Regions from separate parts of the Zea mays genome. Here all the other regions are linked to region 1. A link is a contact called in public Hi-C data. All regions are on one chromosome and are shown on one strand. The core of a region is the stretch at or near the end of the contact, and the rest is flanking DNA. Distances in the headings are between cores, read along the strand shown.

Region 1 (3,134 bases), core at 401-2,900:
GTCTCCTGTCTCCTCTTATCTAACGACCAGAGGCTATACATAAATATAAGGACCAGGGTTCTAGCACCACAAGTGTAATATTTCCACAAAAGTCTATGCTATGAATATTGACATAATACATCCAATACGTCCTCAACTTCTGATGGGGATTTTGAACACAGGTTATACTTATATAAATATAGAGAATTACAAAATATTACTGCACCCATCTGCTCATAGTAAATCAGCAAAATGAAATACAGTTAATGTTTATGTCCCTCAAGACCAAACCTTAAAGATGAGACTGCCCAATTGATAGAGGCGTGAGGATATCAGAAGTCAGAACATGATCATAACCGATCAATGCCATTTCATAGTTACATAAACTCACTACATACCATGGGGCAACGAACTACGAAGTGATCTCCTACTGTAGTTTTGTTCAAAAAACAATAAATTTGGCATATTGGTAATCTTAGGGCTGGACAAAATTGGTGGGCATGAGTTCAATCATTAGAAAAAGTAAAACGCATTCACTCTGTTTAGATGTGTATGGCGTCTACCTGACTGCCTTGCGAATGAGACGTACAAAAAACGTTGCTTTGGCGTCAGAATCAAGTCAAATCGCTTGTGGCGGGCGCTATACGGACCGGGAGCGGGAGGAAGTTGGACAAAAAACGTTGCTTTGGCGTCAGAATCACGTCGAATCGCTTGTGGCGGGCGCTATACGGACCGGGAGCGGGAGGAAGTTGGAGATCGATGGGGGAACGGCGGGAGTGAGAGAGAAAGAGCGAGCAAGAGAGATTGGGAGGTTTCTCTCACCAGCAAGCGTCGGAGAGGAAGCAGAAGTAGCAGCACGCCCGTGCCGCCGCGTTCTCCTTGCTGGCTTGCTGCCGTGCCGCCGCGTTCTAGAAGTAGCTGCCGCCAAAGTCCAGGTCGATCTGACGGGGCACAGAGTAGTTTGGGGAGAGCGGGGAAGCGGCAGAGAGGATGAGAGAGGGAAGCACGAGGGAGAGGGGAGGAGGTTCAACGGCGGTGCTGGAGAACAGGAACCGGAAGGAGGGCGGCGGCGCTGGAAACGGAAGAGGGGAGCAGCGGCAAGCGCTTTGCCAGGGCTGGCGACGCCTTAGATTTGGGGGAAACATATCGTCTGTATTGACGTGCAGGACCAGATCATCCGTGGAAGTGGATCCGAGGAGGAGAGGCGGCGCCTCACCATCCAAGTCGCAGGAACCCACCAACACCGGCGCGGCCGTCACTGCTGACGTCGGTAGGCTTTATAAACTGGAACTGCTCTGCCTTATTCACTCCTTGGCCTAATGACTAAAATGTTCAGTATAGAGCATACTTACTGACTGACTGATCTCGCTCGCTGCAGATGAGTCTGGCACGACGAGGCTGCAACGCATGAGCCACAGGCTGAGCCTGCTCGAGCAGCACATGGATCTTTGCAGCCGAACAGCTTGTCACGCTCCAGTGTCGAATTCAGCATGGCTACTCCACCAGCCAGTGCTATCTATTGCTCGCGCTAAGTATATAATTTTTATAAGGATCATGGATACATTTGCTGTCCGCAGATTATTGTTTATCTGTGGAGACTACGGACAGCACAGACTTGCTTTGGGGCTGACTCGCCGGCGGCTTCCGAAACACGGAACGGACCGGGTGCTTGACGACGCCTTTGCGCCGTCGTAGGGGGCGTTGCCTGTCGTATATTTTGAAGCTTGTTCCCCGAAATTCAGACCTGCAATGGGATGGCCGGGGTTCCAATTCCAACCCACAAGACCAATGGAAAAGAAATACATGCATCGATATGCCATAACTTCAATAACGTGGTATTCATATTTTTCCGAAGTTTGTAGTAAACTCTAATAAGCAAAGTTTTACACGTAAATAGAGTAGACTAGAATAGGATTTACAAACTAGCTAGGTACCTTCTCCTCTGTCCTCTCTGATGTCGATTACACGCGCCTTCCTGCACAGCTGAGCTAGGCACTGGCCGCCGCAACGCGCTCCCTGCTGCTCTACAACACCGTCGGCCGACCGCCACAACGTGGCCCCAATAGCCCACGCGTGCCTCCCGGATTTAGGACGGATCTCGGAGGGGTGGAGGGAGCTGGGTGAGGAGGTGAGTAGGAGGCAACGGCCGCGTCGCACAGGAGGGAGGACCAGGGCGATAGGATCAGAGGATGTGACTAGCCGTCTGCGGAGGTTGGCGCCGGCGGCATCCGATTTGGAGGCGAGTAGCGGCGGGGTTATAGATGGCCATTTAGCACTAACACGATGGGCCAGCCCAGACACGGCACGAAAAAGCACGGTCCAGGCACGACCCGGTTCAATTAGTATAGTGCCGTGCCTGGGCCACTATCTCGACCCGTAGTGCTGGCACGGGCACGACACGGTTACATTTTTTATTTTAAAAATAATAGTTTACATATATTAAGTATAAGAAATCAACATATAACACAATAAAACTGCAGCTGCACTGGTTAGATGGATGCGTTTAAGCTCTTATGCACTAGGCCCCCACAACTACATATTTTTTGCTAAATTCTACAATATACTCAGATGGGCCATAGTGCCACCGGGCCGGCCCGGCACGACTAACAGGCTCACGGGCCGTGCCTAGGCCGCGGCAGCGGCACGCCGGCCCATCTAGGCACGGCACGATTCGTAGCCAGGCCTGGCGGGCCGTGCCAGCGTCGGGTCGTGCCAGCGACGGGCCGTGCCGGGTCGGGCCGTGCCGGCCCGTTTGGCCATCTATAGGCGGGGTCAGGGAGAGGGAGGGTGCTAAAAAAATGAGGGAAAAGGGACCATAAAAGATATGGGTTTATTCTAGTAGATGGGCTAGGTGTCGGGCCATGGCCTAGTAGGAGTCATTTTAATATTAAAGAAAAATATCCCGATGATAAATATATGGATATATAATACAAATAAGATATTTTTAATAATAAATATGTGAAAAGCTTAGTGGAGAAAGAGGCTTTGGACCCCAGGACTTCTAGGCCATGGCCCGACACCTAACGGATCATAAATATATGGATCATGATCTAACAAATAAGATATTTTTAATAATAAATATATGGATCATGTTCTAATGGATCAAGAACTTTGCATCTCACGCTTGCATATAATGTCTGATTGTAAATTAGTTG
Region 2 (3,134 bases), core at 383-2,882, 220 kb before region 1:
AGGTTTGACACCTGATGCAATCATGCAATCAAATGTATTCTCCGCATCAGCCCGCCTCCCACCTTTGGCATATGCACAAATCAAAGCACTAAAAGCTATTAAAGTTGGCTTCAATCCCGCATCTGTCATGTCCTCCAGCACCTTCCCTGCCTCAGCAATCCTATTCATCTTCCCCAAAGAATCAATCATGACCGTATACGTCACAGCATCTGGAGTACAGCCCATAGCCCTCATCTCATCATACAGACCCACTGCTAAGTCAAGCCTGCCCATCTTCCCATACATGTGAATCATGGTGTTGTATGTTATTTCATTTTTCTTGAACCCAGCCTTAACCAATTGCTCACATGTGTGCTCCACCTTGTCAACATTCCCTTCCTTTGCAAAAGCATAGAGAAGAGAATTGTAAGTGATCGCATCAGGCATAAAACCCTTCTCCACCAGCTCCCTAAACAGCCGCTCAGCCTCCTCAGCCTTCCCACACCGGCCATGCACCGACACCATTGCATTGTATGTCCACAAATCCGGCCGGCACTCCGAAGCTATCATGTCCTCAAACACTGTCACAGCATCTTCGAGATTAGAACTCTGTGAGCAAGCACTGATGAGCGTGTTGTAAGTGATAACATCTGGCCTTAGCCCAGATTGTCGAACTTCAAATAGCAGGTCAAGGGCGACGCCAGCAGCCAAACACCCAGACTTGGACCTGGCATTGATTAGAGTATTGAAGCTGACGAGGTCAGGATCGATCCCCCGGTCGTGCATTGTGTCAAGCAGCTGCCGTGCGTCATCGAATCGGCCAGAGCGCGCATAAACGCCCATCATGGCGTTGAACACCTGAACAGTGGCGCCCTCTCCGGCGAATCGGAGGAAGACCTCCTCTGCGATCGAATCCTGGCGCGCGCGACCGAGGACGCCGAGGACGACGGCGACGGCGCGTGAAGCCGGGGCGCTGCTCCGGGCGAGCCACTCGAAAGCATCCAACGCGCGCCGCCACGAGCTCTCCCCGACGGCGCGCACGACGAAGGCGACCTCGTCCGGCGATGCCCGAGCGCCGTCGAGCACGTCGTCGACAGGCGCCCCGGGAGGCAGCTCGAGGACGGCGTCCGCGAGCCCGGCCACGCGCGCGCGCCAGTCCTGCGCCCGCCGCAGCGCGAGCTTACTCAGCTTTTTCACCCTCCCGCGATGAGCACGCGCGTCCAGCGGCTCCACGAGTGAAGATGCCGAGCCGGAAGTCGCCACGGGGTCCTCCACTTCCTGTGGTGGTCTGGCGGGGACCGGAGGTGCCGCGGCGACGGTGGCTGGGAAGCGCGGCGCGGGGAGGTACGGGAAGCGAAGGTGGGGCCATCGAAGAGAGGGGTCGGCGAGAGGGTAGTCGAAGTCTTCAGAAGCAGATGACGCTGCCGTAGCGGTGGCGGTGCCCGCTCGGCGGAGATGGCACGTTAACGAGGACGAAGAGGAGAGGAAGGGTAATGGTGAGGAGGTGACTGTCATCGAAGACATGAGCTTTGGGTCCTCGGGGTGATGGGTGGAGGGAAGGGAACTAGGCGCGCATGGAGAACGGAGGTGGAGGCTGTGGGGCGGAGGGGTGAGAGTGGAGGGGAGCTCAGTCCCGCTTCCCGTGGAGACTGGATCACTGGAGACGATAAGGAAGATATTTCAACTAGATTTTTCTGATTACCTGTCTACATGTTTTTGTATGAATTTGAATATTTGTGCTTTCAAAAATAATTTTGAGTTGGTGATTGTAACCCTGTCGGAAGCAAATCAAACTTCGGGCTCTGCTTATTTGGATTTTACAGAAATTATACATAAAATCAGTACAATTTGATAGAAAAAATTACCACGTTCAAAATAGACCCTCAGACTTCATGTTGTCTTCAGCATCGTCATATTTGTACAGGTAAAACCAAAATTTACAAATTTTGACCAACCATTATTTAATTATATATAAGTTTAGATAGCACATGAAACGGTAGGTTTGTCCCGAAAGTGCCTTTAAGGTAATATTAATTGTTAAAAAAAAAGACAATACTAATTGTTATAAAAATGCAATATTGATTTTTTAGCAAATGAAAATATATAGTAAGGGAAATTAATGATTGGAATACATTTAAATTGAATTTTTCCCGAATCAAAACATACTTGTCATTCCCTCTTTTTTGTTCCTGATGTTATTGTTGTGGGGTTTTTTTCTACACAATATTCTAGTTAGTCCACATAATGGACGCATAATTAGCTAGCTATGATGTTAATTAGTGTCTTTTTAATTATTATTTTCTACCTATTAATCTCTAGTGTCATCAATATGCTTTAAGATTACTTCTCTTTATCTTACCTCTTTTCCTTGTTATTACAGGATTTTGTCCGTAAATTAGATTAGCCAGATGTAGATTAAAGACTTAGAACTAATGAATTTATTTCTCCCTTTTCTCTATAATTTTTAGATAATTTTAGATTTTTAGCTTTCTTTTCTATGAGAAAACAAGCATTGATTTAGTTATTATCTATGCTATTGCCAACTTAATATACACATATGTGCACGGGTGTATTTTATCATGTGTGGTTATCGTTGTTATTTGCCAAAACATCTCTTCCCCTTTAGTCAGAACCTAGCTCTACTCCCGCACATATGATCACTCGAGTGCGCTGGCAATATTCACAAACTAAGGTAGTGTTTTGGTTCAATTAAGATGAAACAGTGACAGATCACTCCGTCCAAATGATTTTAGAGAACCAAATGATTCAGCATTTAAACGTAATTTTCCTTTTGAGTCATTTTATCCTACATTAAATCAATCTAAACAATAATAAATTAGAAATAGAGTGACTCAGTCCTATTATACTCTAGAACCAAACACTACCTCAGGGTTTTTTTAGAGCGCCTACAGAGGTACTCCAGAAACTAATTTTTTTTAGAGCTACTCTATTGGATTTTGGAACACAGTTTCGGTGGAGTGAAGGCCAACGAAAAAAAGAAATGAAGATGCAGCATATGTAGTTCAGTAGCCACAAATGACCCCCAAATGCATCTCGTGTTTCAGCAACAAACAATTTCCAAGCCACTTACCTTGCAAAACAGTTTCTATAATTTTACACTGTATTCTGTTGTGAGGCTATTCTCCTGCTGCCTC
Region 3 (3,134 bases), core at 396-2,895, 170 kb before region 1:
CTGTACAACAGTAGGCCTTTTTTCTTTTCTCGTTGACCAATTTTCTTTCCTAAAATGGTGCACTTATGGAATGAATCGGAGAAGAATCCCAATAACCTCTTCGTGATTGGATTGTTTCTACATGGTTTAGCTGTCACGATCCACATCAGATGCGTGTGTCTCATGCGTGAGGTCTTCCGAGATCACGCGTCCACACGTCGCGGCGCACCGACCGGTGCCGATGGCTGGCGCGCACCGCGCACGCATCTGGCCTCCAACACCACCTGATCTAGGCCCCGACCCCAGGCTCATGAACGCCCCTGCACTGTCAGACCCTGACCTGCCGCCGTCGGTGTCGGATGGAGCAGAGGATGTGGAAGCACGAGCCCTTCCCATCACCCTCCTGTAACCGCGACGGAGGGCCCGGCGGCCTGTGATGACCCCAACTGGATCCGACTCCGTAGCAGTGAGCACGAGGACGGGAGCGGAGTCGCAGCGTCGCGGTGCGAGAGCGGAGAGGAGCGAGATCGAGGGCGTGAGTTTGGGGCAGCGAGAGCAGAGGATAGGAGAGGGAAGGAAGAGAGAAAATCCTCACCGGGGAGAAGGCAGCGGGGAGGGTCGTCGTCGGGGCTGTGCGCCGCCGCCGTGCCGGTCGCGTCGAGCCGCCGTCGCGCCGGTCGCGTCGTGTCTAGGCTTCGATCCGGTGGGTACGACACAAGGGTTGGTTCCGGGCCGTGGGGTGAAGGGAAATTTTAATCCGGGCCAGTTTCGATTCCAATTCGGGCCGAAACGAACAATTTCAATGAGTTATACCAAATTCCAAACCAGGTTCATTCGTTCCACCCGGAACAAGGTATGGAATAGGCTGATCCGCTGAAAACGAACGAGGCCTAACGAAATATCATTGAATATACATAAACAGCAAACAAAGCAGACAATATGCAACAAAAAACGAATTGTTGATGTTATCAGCAAAGCCAGCAAAGGATAAGTTTGAGATGCTGCCCTAGTTCTCAAACCAGCGCCCTCACAAGGCCTCAAACCCATCAATTGCTTGCAACAACAGGCTTAAGCATACTAATAATTACACTCGAGCATAGCAAAGATAGCAATAAAAATCTGAGCAAAGAGTGCAGCTGCTTTGCTTAATTGCTCTCGTATGCGGTGCGCGCTCACGACGTTCACCCGAACCTAAAGCGGCGAGAAAAGAAGGGCTTTTTTCAAAGCAGGCAGGCGACGGGATACTAGTGAATAACCAACTAACCGACACAGTGTACCATCCGGACCAGATCTACGCGGAATTCACCAGATCTAGAGAAGCAAGGAGACATGGAACCAGTACCTTTCCGCCGGTCGATGAGCTGATACATAGCGCGCTCAGGCGACCAGCCCATGGGGCGGCTGTCCTCCGGTGGGTCAAAATAAAAAGAGCCCTCCCGCGCGCCGTGGTTCGGGCTCACCCTCTTGAACAAGGTCGAGTTGACTACGGATCGGGACGAGGCCACGGGGAAGTCGGAGGGGGACGGGTGCGCCCGTGTCAAGGACGGAGACGGTGAAGAAGAACGGAAGAAGTGGAGGTGAGCAGAGAGACGGAGATGGCGTGGCCGCTGTGGCGCTGTGGATGGAGGCGAGGCGGGCGGGTGGGTGAGGTGAGGCCGTGAGCTTGAGCGGTGATTGGTTCTAGTGACTGATTTATAGTTCTTATATTTTATTCTATTTTAATTGCTAATTTGCTAAATACAGAAATTAAAATAAAGTTTTAGTTTCGTAAATTTAAAGACTAAAATAGAATAAAAATATATTGACTAAAAATTAATATCTAGAAACCAAACACCCCTGAAAGTAAGGGGTGATCGTCCGGTGGAGTTTGACCCAACGTGGCGGTGAGGGTCCATACGGGCGATGTGGTGTGGCATTTGCGGGGCATAGGGCAATATATAGGGCGACGTGGCGTGAAGGGAATGACTTAATGTGGTGGCAGCCTCAGGATCCGGGTCAAGTCTAGAATCTGTCGGGTATGACGAGGTTAGGTATGGTTACCCATTTTCCATCCCCGAAACCCGCTAACCCGCCCCGAATAGTCACACGGTCACATAAGCCACGGACTCGGAGGCCCAGCCACTAGCCCACTAAAATAGTCCACCAAAAAACAAGCAACAACAACCCTAGTACGTCTCCCACGCCACGCTCCCAGGCTCTCGGCTCCCTCAGTCGGCCAGACTCTTGTTCCTGTAGCTACCGCCCTAGCCACTGGACGCCTCAGCTCGGTCCCTCCCTCCTCCAATCATCCTCGTCGCTTTGCTACTCGCTGAAAGGGAAATGTGCCTTTGAGCCATTTCTATAATTGTTTTGGTGATTAGATGCCCAATACATTGTTTTAAGTTTATAAGTGCCAAGATGCAAATCATGAAACAAGGTATGTTTCTAGACTTAGTAAATTGTTTTAAGGTGCTAACATGTTCATCTAAGTGCCAGAGACATAGCCAAGGAAAGAGGAAAAGAGATGGAGAAAGAATGGCTCGGTTCAGCCAAACCAGCACCAGCCTGTGGCGCATCGGACTGTCCGGTGGTACATCGGACAGTGTCCGGTGCCCAAGCTGGCCCAGCGGCGAACTGGCCACTCTCGGGAAAAAAGACGCTGCGGCTAAAAATCACCGGACTGTCCGGTGAGCCAACAGCGCTCGCGGCCAACGGTCGACTGCGCAATCAGCGGGCGACGCGTGGCCCGTGCCAACGGTCGGTTGGGCACACCGGACTGTTCGGTGTGCACCGGACAGTGTCCGGTGCGCCAACTGGCCCGTAGGACCAACGGTCGGCAGCGCCCAATATGGAAAGAAATCGAGCACCGGACATGTACTATAGTTGTTCGGTGGTGCACCCGACTGTCCGGTGCACCACTCGACAGAAGGCAAGATTTTCCTTCCAAGTTGATCTCCAACGGCTCCTATCTGTCTTGGGGCTATAAAAGAGACCCCTAGGCGCATGGAGCAACAACACTGAAAGTCGCCTAGAGAGGGGTGAATAGGGCGAAACTGAAATTTACAAAGTTAATCACAACTACAATCCGGGTTAGTGTTAGAAATATAATCGAGTCCGCGAGAGAGGGTGCAAAACAAATCGCAGGCGAATAAAGAGTGTGACACGCGGATTTGTTT

The links. A called contact is a pair of places that touch in the nucleus more often than the background predicts.
Region 2: a Hi-C map of tassel shows a contact between it and region 1, with 6 times the contacts expected there. The contact joins the promoter of LOC100277783 here to the promoter of LOC100192815 in region 1. A contact is called at or near these places in 12 of 25 Hi-C or Micro-C datasets (bundle sheath, ear, leaf and 5 more) and 2 of 3 datasets of contacts at active chromatin or transcription factors (leaf and seedling).
Region 3: a contact with region 1 is called in a Hi-C map of tassel, with 4 times the contacts expected there. The contact joins the promoter of LOC103625985 here to the promoter of LOC100192815 in region 1. A contact is called at or near these places in 7 of 25 Hi-C or Micro-C datasets (bundle sheath, ear, leaf and 1 more).

Annotation. Positions count from the first base shown.
Region 1 is chr9:12,395,357-12,398,490 of Zm-B73-REFERENCE-NAM-5.0, forward strand. LOC100192815 (phosphopantothenoylcysteine decarboxylase) reads right to left here and starts at 1,651. Exons shown (of 3, transcript NM_001138007.1): 1 at 1,332-1,651. It overlaps LOC118473270 (a long non-coding RNA gene), which reads left to right and starts at 2,990. Exons shown (of 3, transcript XR_004852549.1): 1 at 2,990-3,134.
Region 2 is chr9:12,171,950-12,175,083 of Zm-B73-REFERENCE-NAM-5.0, forward strand. LOC100277783 (pentatricopeptide repeat-containing protein At3g18110, chloroplastic) reads right to left here and starts at 1,633. Exons shown (of 6, transcript XM_008660940.3): 1 at 1-1,633. The coding sequence starts at 1,503.
Region 3 is chr9:12,228,438-12,231,571 of Zm-B73-REFERENCE-NAM-5.0, forward strand. LOC103625985 (polyadenylate-binding protein-interacting protein 7) reads right to left here and starts at 1,646. Exons shown (of 7, transcript XM_020544203.3): 1 at 1,322-1,646.